2 separate regions of the Rattus norvegicus genome follow, and region 2 is linked to region 1. The links are chromatin contacts, called in public Hi-C maps. All regions are on one chromosome and are shown on one strand. Each heading gives the region's core, a stretch centred on a gene start, on an enhancer-like site or on the middle of the called end of the contact. The rest is flanking DNA. Distances are from core to core; before and after follow the strand shown. Region 1 holds the start of C1rl (complement C1r subcomponent like). Region 2 holds the start of Atn1 (atrophin 1).

The links. Hi-C and Micro-C count contacts between places; a contact is called where the count stands out from the background.
Region 2: a Hi-C map of liver shows a contact between it and region 1, with 3 times the contacts expected there. The contact joins the promoter of Atn1 here to the promoter of C1rl in region 1. A contact is called at or near these places in 4 of 12 Hi-C or Micro-C datasets (the A7r5 cell line, liver, mammary epithelial cells and 1 more) and 1 of 1 datasets of contacts at active chromatin or transcription factors (oligodendrocytes).

Annotation. Positions count from the first base shown.
Region 1 is chr4:159,079,117-159,081,853 of GRCr8, forward strand. C1rl (complement C1r subcomponent like) reads left to right here and starts at 1,379. Exons shown (of 6, transcript NM_001002804.2): 1 at 1,379-1,488; 2 at 2,027-2,255. The coding sequence starts at 1,409.
Region 2 is chr4:159,252,989-159,255,725 of GRCr8, forward strand. Atn1 (atrophin 1) reads right to left here and starts at 1,390. Exons shown (of 10, transcript NM_017228.3): 1 at 1,256-1,390.

The sequences.
Region 1 (2,737 bases), core at 129-2,628:
CCCTAACCCTCCCACACCCACCCCTGCACGTGCTCCCTAACCCTCCCACACCCACCCCTGCACGTGCTCCCTAACCCCCCACACCCACCCCTGCAAGTGCTCCCTAACCCTCCCACACCCACCCCTGCACGTGCTCCCTAACCCCCCACACCCACCCCTGCATGTGCTCCCTAACCCTCCCACTCCCACCCCTGCACGTGCTCCCTAACCCTCCCACACCCACCCCTACATGTGCTCCCTAACCCTCCCACACCCACCCCTGCACGTGCTCCCTAACCCTCCCACAATCACCTCTACACGTGTTCCCTAACCCCCCACACCCACCTCTGTGTGGTGGGTACAGGGAGAAATCCTCTCACTCAAGCTGTGGCTCCTGGTATTAGCCTCACAGCTTGAGTTGACACTGAGGTGAGTCCTGAGGGATTCAGAGATACCTGAGCTACACCTCAGCCCCAGCCCGGCTACCTGAGGAGTCTCCAGATGTTGTGGTAGGGATTGAAATGACTAAGTGCATGAACTCACCCACTCTTTTGTTTTTTAATTTTATTTATTTTATGTATGTGAGTACACTGTCACTGTCTTCAGACACACCAGAAGAGGGCATCCCATTACAGATGGTTCTGAGCCACCATGTAGTTGCTAGGAATTGAACTCAGGACCTCTGGAGGACCAGTCAGTGCTCTTAACCACTGAGCCATCTCTCCAGCCCCCGAACTAACCCATTCTTAACCAAGGAGGAGAGGAAAGGAAGGCTCAGGTTCTTGAGTCACAAACTTCAAGTTCTCCAAGAGGCAGACCGGTGCTGTAAATTATGGGGAAGGACAACTGAGCTCATTAAAGGCAGAAGAACAGTCTTAGGGAGCATCATACAAGCCACGATACAAACATATAGTAAATAATATTCCAGAAGAGCGGGTATGCAAGTCCTGTAATCTCAGCCCTATGGAGGCTAAGGTGGCAGGATTGCCATGTTTTGAGGCCCACTCTGGACTGCAGAGTGAGTTCTAAGACAGCCTGGGCTACAAAGTGAGACCCTGTTTTGAAAACACAACCAAGATCTAAGTGTGGTGGGACAGAGCTGTAATTCTAATGCTGGGGAGGAGGCAGAAACCACTATCAAGGTCGAGGCCAGCCCAGGTTTTGTAAGACTGTATTTTTAAAAAGAAGCACGAGTCAAAGATCATGTGTACATATGTGTATGTGTGTACACGCTCTGCCTCCAGCAGAGTTTTGAAGGTCTTTCGGTTCAATTACGGTGAGAGCTATTCCTGGGTCTGCCAGCAGGTGGCAGACCTGAACCCAGAGTCTCTTAACTCATTTCCAGTAACTTCTGCCTCTCCCCCAAAGGGCCTCCTTTAGCCCCACCTCCTACTCCCTGGCCTGGGCTACGCACCCTAGCCAGTTCCAGATGTCAGGGTCCAGAGGCCTGGTCCCAGAGCTGGAGAACAACCTATGGAGTTCTCCCAACACAAGCTGCGTGGGCAAGATGTGAGTTTGCACTGTAGAGGGTCCTGGAGAAAGCAAGGGTCTGGGAGAGAGGAAGGCATGACGACACAAGGTTACATAAGTACACCACACACACACACACACACACACACATACACACACACGGGGGTGGGAGGGAGGGTAAGACAGATGACCCAGAGGGAACTAACTGAATTTGCTTGCACTTGGTCTTTTCAGTGCTCTGAGCCAGGAATCATATTTCAATGCCCTTAACTTGTACTCCAGGATGGGGTTAGGAATGGCTGAGGCAGGAAGCTACCTGGGTTAAACTCACAAGGGGCAAAGGAGCCATAGCAATGTCTTCATAAAATAGAAACCCTCTAGTGTTGGAGATCGGGCTACAGAGGAATCTAGACAGGAACCCACACAGCCTTGAGTGAGGAAGGTGGTATTCTGAAGTGTCCAGCACTCGGCCGCTGACACAACTGTTGGGCCCTTACCGTCACTTGTCACCACACAGCATATACACAGCTTCTGGCAGAGCAGTATGACCTCACCCTGTCTCCCTACTCACACACAGGTGCTGGTTGCTCCTTTGGGGAATCCTCCATACTTGCCCCACACAGGCCTCTGTGCTTTTAGCCCAGCAGTTTCCTCAGCAACTGACATCCCCCGGATACCCAGAGCCATATATCAAAGGCCAGGAGAGCCATGCTGACATCGAGGCCCCGGAGGGGTTTGCCGTGAGACTGATCTTCCAGGACTTTGATCTGGAGCCGTCCCCAGGCTGTGAAGGCGACTCTGTCACCGTGAGCTGGGCAAGGGGGTGGAGAACTGAGGGGCTCTGGGGAGAGAGCCTCTCACGGGCGGTGGGCATAGCTCTGCTCTGAGTCACCCATGTAAAGAAGAGAGAAAGTGTCCAAGTCAGAGGTCCTGGGGCCTCAGAACACAGCATCCTACCCGCCCCCAGGACCCACCAAGCTCTGAGAGAAGGCTGCCGGGCAGAGCCTGAGTTTTAAGAGCTTACAAAGAGACAGGTAATTATTGCTGCTCTACAATCTTGTCCAAGGCCCAGGATCTCACCCTCTCTAGATCTCGTTGAGTGCCTGCTTTACCGAATTAGGAAACTGAATGTAATTCATGACGAATGCTCTCCCTCAGAAGTATCAAGTGAAAACCAAGTTCACCTGGGAAGAGAGGCCACAATATCACAGCAAGGGCATTATTCAAAATAGTGCTTTTAAGTCACAGTTTATGTTATCTTTTGAGTTAAATTTTATTTAAGATGTGC
Region 2 (2,737 bases), core at 140-2,639, 170 kb after region 1:
TTCTGGAGGAGAAGGGGTGCACCTCCTCAGGAGACCCCTACTTGGGGCAACACCAGAAATACCTACCAGAGATCTACCGCCCACCAAGGACAAAGCTATAGGCTGACTGAGGCCCAATCTACATACTGAATCCCCACCTATTGGACTCCCCACTGGCTCACTGCCATGACAACTAAATGGATAAAAAAAAGGGCCCCCCAAGAGACCATCCCAGGGGTCCATCTGGCTGCCACTATTACCACCTTAGTTGCCAAAGCAACTCCGACCTTCTCACGGTACCCTCAGGGAAGGGAGCTTTAGAGTAACCCGCCCCAGGCACAAAGGGAGATCTTTGAGATCAAAGCAGTAAGGAAGACCTCCTAGATAGAGCCCAGCTACGGGGCATCCAACGCTTGGGGGTGAGGGCGGAGGTCACAATTCCTTGGAATGCCTATATGATTGCCCAATCCTCTCTTCTTTCCCATCCTCCCAACCTTTCTAATTCCTCCTTCAGAATTGCTGCCTTTCTTATTAGTGTTAGGAGGACTCACACTACTAAGCCTCAGTGGCCCCCTTCACGAAGTAACTAGGTCTGGGATTAGCAAAACAGGGTCAGAGGTGACCGGGAGTGGGGTAAAAGAAAACTGAGTCACAAAAGATACGGCCTTCCCATTTCCACCCCCAGAAAACGTCCGTCTTCAAAAAGATGGGCCTCTCCTGGTTCATCTCCATTCCCCCCCAGGTTCAATTCCCCCCTCTCGGCTACCACAATTCTCCTTTTACCACCTACCACACCCCTTTCCCTGTTCCCACTTCCCTGTTCCTAAAACCCGCAACCCTGGGTTCTGGAACACGGATTCTGGGCCTGTGGGGCTACTGGAGCCTGCACGCCCCACCTCGCTGCCATCTCTCCGATCCGTCCTGCCTTCTCCGCGAACCACCCGCACAGCATCCCCCGGTTTACCTCCGCCAAGTCTCCACCTCGGCGTTCCTCCCCTTTAGGCTCTGGTCCTGGCGACGCTCTGCCCCGTCAGCCCTCCTACCAAGACCCTCCTCCCCCCCACCTCCCGAGCTCGCGACTCCCGGGCCCGCGTCCCTCCTCCGGGCGGCCCCACCCCCTGAGTCCCCAGCCTCGGGCCCGGTCGTGCCCGCAATAAGGGAACGCGACCGGGAAAATAACAAATGGAGGCGGCGGCGGGAGGGGGGACCGGGAGGGTGGGGGCGGGGAGCCGCGAGCCGGAACGGGGCGGCCCGGGCCGGCGGCGGCGGACCTTACCTGCGAGCGGCTCGGGACGGCTGGCTGGCAGCGAGTGCAGTCGAGCTCCGGCGCCTCCCGGGGACGGCGGCGACCACTCCCCGCCCCTCCTTGTTGCGCGGCTTCAGTCGCTGCCGCGGCGGCGGCGGCGGCGGCCCCGGCCCCCCCGGAGGGCGGCCCCCATGCCCGGCTCCCCGCGCAGCCCCGATCGGCTTCTCGTGCTCCTCGCCCGCCCTCCCGCCCGGAACGCGCCGCCCGCCCCCGCCGCGCCGCCCGCCTCCGCCCGCACTCGCGGCCCCGGCGAGGTCCGCGACCCCCGACCCTCCCGCCGCTCGTGCTGCGCGCCCCTAGCCCGCCCCGAGTCCTGCCACCCCAAAACACGTCCTGGCCCGAGGCCCCGGCCGGCGCGGGGCTGCGGGCGGACGGACGGGCTGGGCCGCGCGTCCGGCGACTCGCACAGGAAAGCGGACGGCGGAGGGAGGGCGCTCGGGAGAGGGGGATGGGAGCAGGGAGGAAGAGGGAGAAGGAGGGAGCGCGGAGGAACGGAGGAGAGAGAGGGGCCCGGAGGAGACGCGAGGGAGGGAGCGCGCGGCAGTCGGGGGGCGGAGGATCGGGGAAGGGGAGGCGCCGGGCGAGTTGGCCGAAGCCGGCCGGGGCGCGGAGAGAGAGGGCCTCGCGGCGCAGAGCGTGGGGAGCTCGCGGGCCCCGCGCGGGAGAGGGCTGGGTGGGAGGGGCTGTGGACTCCGAAGGCAGACCTGGGGAGGCTGGAGAAGTTTGGGGACAAGAGGAGCGGTGGCAGGGGTGAAGTAGGTGGAGTTTGGGGGAATACTGAAGTAGAGATTTGGATAATGGGGCTGTATTGGACAGATGGAGAGGAAGGGCAGGAAGCTGAGGCTGGAGGGGTTTAAGAGCTATTTCCGAGAGACTACGATGGAAGTTTGTGGACCTGGGCGGGAAAGGATGAAGAAGACACCCTAAGAGAATGGCGTTTCTGGAAGAGATAAGAGTTTAAGACGGCGATTGGTGTTAAAAAGAATGCAAACCACAAGAATTTGGGAATGATGAAGGGAGGCTGGAGGAAAGTCCAGAGATACTTCTGTGGGAGAGAAGGAAGGCATGAGAGGTCTCAGAAGTGGGGGTGGGGGAGAGCGGCCGCGGGGTCGGTGGGGGGTGGGTGGGACATATGCCCGTTCTAGGGTTTGGGATGGGTTGATAAAACCTGAAGGTGGGGACTTCCAATCCAACTAAGAACTATTTCCTTTGGCAAATACAGTGGAGGAGAATTAATTAGGCCTGGAAGGAAACACAAGATAAATAGGGTCTGCGTGGTATCGTGGTGGGACAGTCAGTGATAGGAAAAGAGAAGAGCTAGAGACAGGGAACACTAGAGGAGTCCAGGAGGGTCCGGGCCCTAGTTTGGAAGAGGTAACTGAGGGGTGGCATCTCACATCTTGGCCCTTCCTTCCCTGGAGTGTCCTTTACTTTCTCAGATCTGAAGTCATT